Regions from separate parts of the Gasterosteus aculeatus genome. Here region 2 is linked to region 1. The links are chromatin contacts, called in public Hi-C maps. All regions are on one chromosome and are shown on one strand. The core of a region is the stretch at or near the end of the contact, and the rest is flanking DNA. Distances in the headings are between cores, read along the strand shown.

Region 1 (4,603 bases), core at 1,553-4,052:
CAACTGTGTTGAGGCGTTGCTTCAACGGAATGATCCTTTCACAGAATAGTTTGTGGTTCTACAAACTAAAACGTCCAAAATGACCCTTAAGTTAAACCAACACCTCGCCAGCACAGCTGACAAACACTGGACACTGAGCGGTCAGGAGGGACGGATTTATTGGCGGACCACTGTATTAAACTTCATTGGTTTGAGCTCAGTGTACCCAATAAACTGGAAACAGAGTCTCTATACATGATCGTTTGAGGATTATTTAACCTGCAGTTTACCGTTTGTTCCACCAGATCTGGGTAGCAGATCCTCTCACACACCAGCTGAGCAACTCGGTCGCCCTTTTTCACTGGAAAGAGGGAAAGAAACGTGAGAGGCGATAAGGGATTTCAGAAACAAACATTTTAGTTAAAAAAGGTATAAAACCATTTTCAATATCTTTAGTCTTAATATAAAGTCCGTACAGGATTCAAAAAGTTCTACAACATAGCAACACATTTAATTATTTTTAATTTCAGATGAGTTATAGCAAGTTGTGTTGCATAAAATAAGTGAATAATTTACAAAAGACAGCAAAATAGAAATGCAACAACCCTTGTTTATTCGGCCATATCAACTCCCCCTGCTGCTGGAACAAATACAACTCAACAATGTGCCTTATGGTATCACATTCCTCCAGAAAAGACAACAAAACGCATGGATATTATGGCTCCGGCCTCATTAATAGAATCTATTGGTGATCTATTTCTGGGATTGTTTATACAAGGTGACGATGTATTTCACTGATGCCACGACTCACCATCAAAAGAGTCCTTGCTGAAGTTGAAGAGCACAACTCCCACATTTCCTCGGTAGTCTTCATCTACGACTCCGGCTGAGGAGAACACGCAGGAAAAATTTAAATGACTGGTTGTCTCAAGTGTTAAAAAACCTCACGTGCGTTCTTATCAGAACCAGATCAAAAAGACTGCAAAGACTCACCGCCAACATCGATGAAGTGTTTCGCTGCCAGTCCAGACCTCGGTGCTGAGGAATCACACAACGGACAGACACATTTAGCAGCTGCTGTTCTCACGTGCAATGAGCAAAAGGACACAAAGCGGGAAAAACACGCAGTGCAAGAGTTGCATCAGCGGGTCCAAACACTCACCCACTCTCCCATAGCAGCCATGTGGTACTGCGATCTGGATGTCCGTCTTCACAATGGCCTTGTCCATGGGGCCGATGGTGTAGTCATATGCACTGTTTCAATTCAGAGGGTTGTGGTCAGCTGGTCCACACATGTCGTCATACAATACACTGCTTTATACAGCACAAGGCTCAGGTTTGCACTTGAATGCACCATTTTTGTCCGAGCACAAGCTGACGTTGCACGTTCACAAACATCTGAAGTGACTTTTACGATCACACGAATCACACATGGGCGTTAAAAACGTCCCGTTAAAAGAACATGCGATCGGTTTTTGAATCATACGGACATTTAAATCCAAAAACCATGCGCTGCTCACATTAATTGAATCAGCAGACCTAAACGTCGTATGAATTAAACGTATAAACCGACCTGTAGAGATCGTATCCCGCTGCTTTCGTCGAGCCTCTGGTGGGGGCCGTGGCGTGCTCAGAGAGCTTTGCAAACCTGAGGACGGCTCCATTTTCCGCGGGCTTTGTCTCGGTCTTTGGCCTCTTCGAGGGAGAAACAGCCGATGCATCAGTAACGCCAGTGACTTCTAGGACGGGCATGTCGGCAAAGGGCTCACGGTTAAGACGGAGAGTACACCGATATACTTAGACGGACAAAATACGAGTTATTTCCGAGCCGAATGGTAACACAACTGGACCACTGGAGAGTTCAGAAGCTTCTGCGCCGGTGGGTCCAGTATTCGAATCAAATATCCCGCGCCGAAAGTCCGCCAAATTAGCCCCTCCTCCTCCAAAAAAACGTGATGAAATGCAGCTTTAGGCGCCCATACACATTTATACATAACTGTCACATACTACATTGACATGTGCTAATCTAGATGGAGGTGTCATATTTTGTTATATACAACGTTAACGTTAAATCGGCAAGAAAGTAAGTAAGCTGTGTAACTATGGAAACCCTTTCGTCATCACGTCGCATGACAACGTGTTCTCGCGAGACTTCCGTTAACGTTAACCTCTATTGAAATAATGTCATAATGCAGTATGTGTGTAATGTTAAGCCTCGCTTTACTTACGCATTGCACCAGAATAATGCAGAGGTAGTGTTGGCTGTCTTTACGTCAAAGTGCATGACGGATACATAATGCAGAGCACTAAAACCAGAGCCGCTTTGAGTACAACATAGTAGGCAGGCTAGCAAAGCTAACAACAACAATAAGCACTTGAGATGTCGCTAATGCTAAAGGTAACGTTATCCATCCTAATAACTCGCTTGCCTTTGTTTAGAGTAAGCGTCTGAATACGAAAGTCCCTCCCTATGAGACGTGGAGAATGAAAAACCGCAGAACATTGTCGCTGAAGACCCCTTAGTCTCAGCAGCGTTCGTGTCATAGTTACAGCTAACGTCGTCTACAAGCTAACAGCTAACTTAGCGCTAACATCCTCTCAGCTGATGCGCTGCACCTCCTCTTCCTCCTCCGCCTCCTTCCTTCAATGCAGCTCCTCCTCCCTCTCTCTCTCTCTCTCTCTCCCTCTCTCTCTCTCTCTCTCTCTCTCTCTCTCTCTCTCCCTCTCCCCAACACTGAGTCAGGGGTCTTCTTCAGGGCCGTGCACTGCGGCAAAGGGGAGTCGGAATATCGAGAACACTTGATATCGCGCTTACCGTTGAATGTGCAGCGATTGGTTCGTTTACTAATTTGTAAAAACAAAACTGAAATAATGAAAGGTAAACTAGAATCTGTTCGTGCACTTATGCATTAGATATCCAAGATCATCAAAGGTGCATTGCGTGGACATTTGGCCAGAGCATTGTTATAAACAGAAAGCTGGAAAGAGATTTATGCATTTTTGTCTTGTCATCTTTCTACCTTTGGCCCGAAAGATAGAACAGAATCAATAACCAAAAGACACTGAAAAAACATTGCACATTGCTATGCTATTTACCTTTGTATTAATAATGTTTCTATCTGCTCCTAATTATACAATCTAATCATTATATTGACTTTTAACAACTTTCTCCTTAAACTCTATCACTTAAGATAAAGTCAGATTCTAAAATATTGAGTCAGCAAGTTTGAACATCAGTGGTGATATTGAACACACTTTTACAAATATTTATAATGATAGTTTTAGCTAATGAAAGTACTCAAGTAAGGTACAATAGTTTGTGTCACAAGCGAGTTACCAGTATCCTGACATATTTCTGTAGAAAAACAATATCTGACATTATCTCAACAACTTACCGAATAAATGACAGACAAGACAAGAATCTGAGCAGCTCAACATTTTTTTATTTCTTTATACGATGTAATCAAGATGATATAATTACAAGGAAGAAGAACATGGCACAATTTACAGAAAAATAGTTTTTTTTCCATTTTCCTTAAACAAAACATGTGTTGTGGTATTAACATTAAACGTATTTAAATATTTAAACAGTAGCCTGCACAATGTCAAACGGTGAAACAGATGAATATTATAAACCCAGTGAATATCAAGGAATGCTTCAAAATGAATGGAACCATTAAAACAATGGACTCAATCATTTAAGAAACATCTACTATGTACATTTATTTTACAATCAATGCAGCAGGCAACAAAGTCACGCAGTGAAACCATTGAAAAGAAGCTTTGTGTCTTTGGCTTTGTTCTCTCGGCTGATCTTAGTTAGAAAGACGTTTGGTCAAACTTTGTTCCAAACCAAAAATAATTAGCTTTTCGTTTTATATATACATTAACAATCTGAGCATTGCACCTTTTTTCCTGTACTCCAAAGAGGTTAAACTTTGCCGGAGCTCCTAATTTTACATTCAGACGTTACAAGCGGAATGTCAAAAATACATTTTTCTTTATTAAAACTAGTTCCTTGTTCCTTACTGGCGGCATTCATACAAAACCCTGAGAAATTACACCGGTAGCCACACAGTCTACTGGCACGCTGGCAAAACTTGCCACACGGAAAAGGCACAGTCCGGACAAAGGTGATGAAAACTGGTAATGGGTAAATATTTTGCTGTGTCTGAAAACGATTTTTTAGGTATACACCAGCTGACCAACTTTTCTGTGTTTTCTTTTGAAATATTTCTTGCACTTTTTCGTCTTAGCACCGTCAGTGTGAATGCCTTCATCAGGGTTGACTGAAACTGCTTGTGTGTTATATCGTTGGCCTAAACAACAAGGGTCTGGTGCGCTTGATGGACACGGTCCACAATTGTGGTACTTCCATTAATCTCATTTAAAGGTTAGCTGATACATGCGTGGTGCTCAGGAGTAGAACGTTAGGACACTCTTGTGGTTGCCTCTAATGAGCAGGGTGGGCGGGAGGTCCTTTGTCAGAATGTCCAGCCAGGCCATGTAGAGGAAATCCGAGACAGACTCCTTACGAGCAATGGGCATGCTCCTGCAGGGGGTGACGGCACACGGAGAGCGCGTTAGAAACACCGATATGTTGTACAAAGCTTCCGCGTTATGC
Region 2 (4,603 bases), core at 1,048-3,547, 61 kb before region 1:
ATGTAACCACTTTGTGTTTCTTTGACAATTAGGGTAAAAAAAAATCGATCCCATCTGTACAGCGTGATTTTAGTGAAAAACCTCATCAGGTAGAACAAGTTATATGGTTTCAACCAAAAATCTATATTGCTTTAAATCACATGTAAAAGTATTATAGTCCTGAATAAATTAAACCAATCAGTAGCCTACATGTCTCATTGTGAAGGCAAAAACAGCATTATTAGTTTTCCACATAATGATCTCTTTGTTTTTGTTAGATTGTTGGACTCGTTGCTGATGCGGCAATGACCAAAACATTCAGAATTGTTATCAAACTCAACAGGATTGAATCTGCCATTTTCTCTACTTAATGCAGTCATTTTAAAACATCTCAACTCTCAGTTGAAATTTGAGTTTTTCGAACTGGAGCTGATTTGGAAGATTCGATTTTAAGAAAAGTCTCAAACGAACCCTACCGACAATAAGTTTATAGACTTTATACAACGGCCCAGTTGAAAATAAGTTGACATCTTGGTTTATAGTGACTACTGAATGTAGCGGCCCACCGCTGAAGACCGCTCTGTTCTTCTTCTATTGTTTCAGAGTCAGTGGCGTGTGAGACCAGTGAACGTTCTGAGACACTGATCCAGGACCTGATCCAGGAGGAAGTCTGGTTCCACGGCAGGTAATCAACATCGCTTTCCTTTTACACTTCTGAATCACTCAACTTAAAAATGTGTGTACGTTCTCCATCCCAGATTGGGAAGGGATCAGGCGGAGTCACTTCTCACCTGCAGCGGGGATTTTCTGGTCAGAGAGAGCAGCTCTGCGTCTGGTCAGTATGTTCTCAGCGGGATGGAGGGAGCCACCGTGCGTCACCTGCTGCTGGTGGATCCACTTGGACAGGTACAGGGCTTCGGTGCTGGATATCAGATACACAAAGCACGTACAGATGCAAGTGGCAGCCGGTTCTGACGTTAAACTTTGTGTGTGTGTGTGTGTGTGTGTGTGTGTGTGTGTGTGTGTGTGTGTGTGTGTGTGTGTGTGTGTGTGTGTGTGTGTGTGTGTGTGTGTGTGTGTGTGTGTGTGTGTGTGTGTGTGTGTGTGTGTTTTTGCGTAAGCAGGTACGGACCCGCGATCAGGTGTTTTTGAGTGTTGGTCACCTGGTGCGTTTCCACATGGAGAACAAGATGCCCATCATCTCTGGAAGCATTGAGCTGTGTCTGAGACAGCCGATACTACAAAGACACTAACACACACGCACACACACACTCATACACTCATAGCATGCATACGTTTGAGCTGCAGCAGCAGTTCTCTGCTTTTGGAGCTGTCCACAAGCAAAAAAAACTTTAAACCTTTGGACACCTTTTGCAGAACATACCAACGCTCTCAGGCTGAATATATCAATCAATCATTAATTAGCTGGTGCTTACTCAAAATCCAAGCCCAGGGACAAGAAAATTACCAGAATGTTGGAAGACTTCCACAATCATTCTTTTTGACTTGCTGAATTCGTCGTGTTCATTTGTTTTTTTTTGCGGTTGCTTCGTGTTCCCATTTTCCCTGCTTGACTTTCGAATCCCAATTAAAATGCTTTTTGTAAACAGTCCACAACAACAGAAAAAATGGGAAATATGCAAACAGTAATGTTTTTTTTCCAGTAAGTTTATCAAATAGTCAGCTCTCTTTGTAATTTATGTCTTGTTAGTTCTCCAACCACAGAAACACAACTTTATTTATCCTTATCCTTCATTATAAGCTAATTATCATCAAGTTGAGGGAAAACTTACAGCACACATTTACTACTTTACTACTTGTTACAAAATTAAATATACAACTATACGTTAACAGAGACACACGTCTGACATGGTATGTTTCATCGAGAAAACCCGTTGAAATGTTTATTTTCATCCTTTTTTTCCATCTGTAAACGTTTCAAACATTGCATAGTTGTATGTAGCGATTCAATATCTAGATTTAATTCCTACCAATGAAATAAAAGCAAAAACATTGATGCAGTTATATATTTCCTACTGCAGCCAATATGTCTTTTGAGGTTACAAGTAGCCAGTGAACACACTCCCATTGGTCTGAAGACATTTCCCACGTTCACTTTTGTACTGGATGCCTCTTTTATTTTGTAGTACAAAAAGGACAAAACAATATTTGAAAGAGCAGCCCGGGGGGAAGTGTATTGATTTTCCAGATCTATTTCAGCCAGCAAACTGCACATTAGTCACATGATTTATAGATTGTGTTTCAGTTTTATTTAACCTTACACGTGTGGCGTAGACGCGAATGTGAAATCTGCTGTCTTATTTTGTAGGAGTCTATTTCCTGTGTCCAACAGTGTTCACCACTATGTGATCGCAAGAGAGGAAAAGTGGATTGATTTAACAGTCAGGTGACTTGGATAAGTGTTTTGCAGACACAAAAACAAAGTAAAAGTAACGTTACTCATAATTGAAAAAAGATGATCTGTAAAAAGTAAAATGAATGTAGGACGAGTTGCGTGGGGAAGACCTATAAGCAAAAAGCATAACGTACCTCAAACAGTTCAAGAATTAACTCAACAGGTAGGGTAGTTATTTCCACCACTGCTAATTTATGGAGGAAGATGACGTCACACAATTTAGTTAACCTTAATAAAGTACCCTCGTCTCGCGTAACATTAGCGATCTCGCCCCGCTAATTCCAACGCGTCTAGAGTTGCTATGGAAACTCATGATCAAAAGTCTATTTTGAATGACAAGTTTTGGTCACCGGCCGTTTTTTCTGCAATCTTTAGTGGATAAAAATGACCTTTTCCGGGGAAGAACAGGCGGAAACATGATTGACATGGAGGATATATATGGAGCCAAATCCAGGTCAAAAGTTTTGTTCATTTGAGAAACAAATGTGAACCTGAAAGTTTTGTTCTTGAACATTGAAAAATACAACAATATATTCAAAATAAAAATAAGTGCCCAAAAAGTATTTTCGGGTTGAATATAGTTTGGACTGTTTTATAATTTTTTTTAATAAAATATTTTTTTTCATTCCCCCCTTGTATTTATTTTTGATATTCACTGTATTATATTTTCTAATTTCAGATTCAAATCTTATATTTTCGAATTCAAAACTTTTTTTCGCGTTCGGATCTTTTTTTCTCACATTCAGACTTTTGACCCTGATGTGCTGTAAGGGGCGATGCATCAACTGGGAGGGGCGTGTAATCATGAGTGACAGACAATATATTAATTAATAGTTCATTGGCATCGTCGATAACCCTTTTAATTTACATTCAGTGTGTACTGCAATAACTAACATGATAAAATAATCATCAAACAAATACTGAAAAGATTCCTAAAATAACGATTTAGATGACAGCAAAGGGTAAAAAGATTAAAAAAATATTATTCTATTATAGTAGGCTGAATATATTTGTCTTTTGAATTTTCTGGTGATTTTTTTTATTTTTATTCATATCAAATGCAGTTGCATCTAATTGTGATTTTTAAATGTATTTGTCACGTAACTTTTCACATGTTGATTAAAATGTTCCTTTGTAAATATCAGTTTTTCCACTTTTTTAACTGCCTGGATTTATTAAACCACAAGATGGCGCTATCGGCCTTAAAAAAAGAAGCTAATTTTCCTTTAGCGTCTTATGTTTTATTGATCAGTTAAATACGGTTTTGGATAAATTTCTAAAATACTTTTAAAAATAAGATTGTGTGCTGATTTCATTCCTCTGTGATTTAAACAGCAGTGACCTGCATTTTCTTTCACCTTTCCAGTGTTCTTTTGACTAACGTGTAAACCTTTAATACTGGCTGCTCCACTTTTCCCAGCTTTCAGCAGCCTGTCACTTTTGGTGAAGTGAAAGATGACCGCGTGCTAAAAGTATGCAACTGGTTTTTCGGGCTGTGGCCCTCGTCGTCCTCTCGTGAGGCTCGGAAGGGTCTCGCCCACATTAATCACCCTCAGAGCGGCTTGTTGGTCTCAGATCAGGGAACCAGCGGCTGATGCAAACACCGAGGGGGTATCTCCAGAACAACATCACTAAAAGCCTTTCTGTTCCGATTACGCTGTCAAATGTAATCACAGATCTCACATAACTTCCCACAATCCTCAGCTCTCAGGGCGACAAAAAGAGGGCTTATCTGGCGTGTTACAATAGCAGGAAATGAATGCACTTCAAGTTAAGATGATAAATGACATCTGCCTCGTATCCGATTCAGTCAGTAGCCAAAACGAAAGTGTCTCCCTGCAAACCAAGAGTCGTATACAACTATCATCTAATAACATGAAAGCATTCAAAAGCGTAAAATCAGGTGATTTTTTTTTTTTTGACCGAGTCTATTACGTCTCTCTGGACTTTCTCTGAGTCACACGGACCTCGCCCAAAACAACTCAGCGAGAGCAGCAGTGACCCAGTGAGTGAGGCCTTACCCTCCAGATGTGCGAGGCCTGCTGATGGCCACATGTTGTCAAAACGGTGAGGTCACTGTTTGACCTCTGACCCCTCGTTTATGTCATAGCAGCAGCTGGTAACCTGTGTTGTGTTGTCATGTAAACATAATATAAACGTTAGTTGTTAACATGCATGACGCAGAAGGATGTTTTTGAATGTATTCAT

The links. A called contact is a pair of places that touch in the nucleus more often than the background predicts.
Region 2: a Hi-C map of skeletal muscle shows a contact between it and region 1, with 4 times the contacts expected there. The contact joins the enhancer-like site here to the promoter of dut in region 1. A contact is called at or near these places in 6 of 6 Hi-C or Micro-C datasets (blood and trunk muscle, liver, skeletal muscle and 2 more).

What each region holds. Positions count from the first base shown.
Region 1 is chr12:19,963,006-19,967,608 of fGasAcu3.hap1.1, reverse strand. It overlaps dut (deoxyuridine triphosphatase), which reads right to left and starts at 2,802. Exons shown (of 7, transcript XM_040167962.2): 1 at 2,208-2,802; 2 at 1,553-1,718; 3 at 1,142-1,233; 4 at 973-1,017; 5 at 791-865; 6 at 270-340. The coding sequence starts at 2,211. slc12a1 (solute carrier family 12 member 1) reads right to left here. Exons shown (of 26, transcript XM_040167898.2): 26 at 3,402-4,531. The coding sequence ends at 4,396.
Region 2 is chr12:20,023,970-20,028,572 of fGasAcu3.hap1.1, reverse strand. LOC120832530 (SHC-transforming protein 1) reads left to right here. Exons shown (of 13, transcript XM_040198905.2): 11 at 583-664; 12 at 738-885; 13 at 1,104-3,539. The coding sequence ends at 1,232. Among protein-coding and RNA genes, the nearest start is that of fbn1, 9.8 kb to the right of the region's middle. Within about 2 kb of position 2,297, at least 2 of the 9 cell types and tissues checked have open chromatin away from gene starts, as enhancers often do.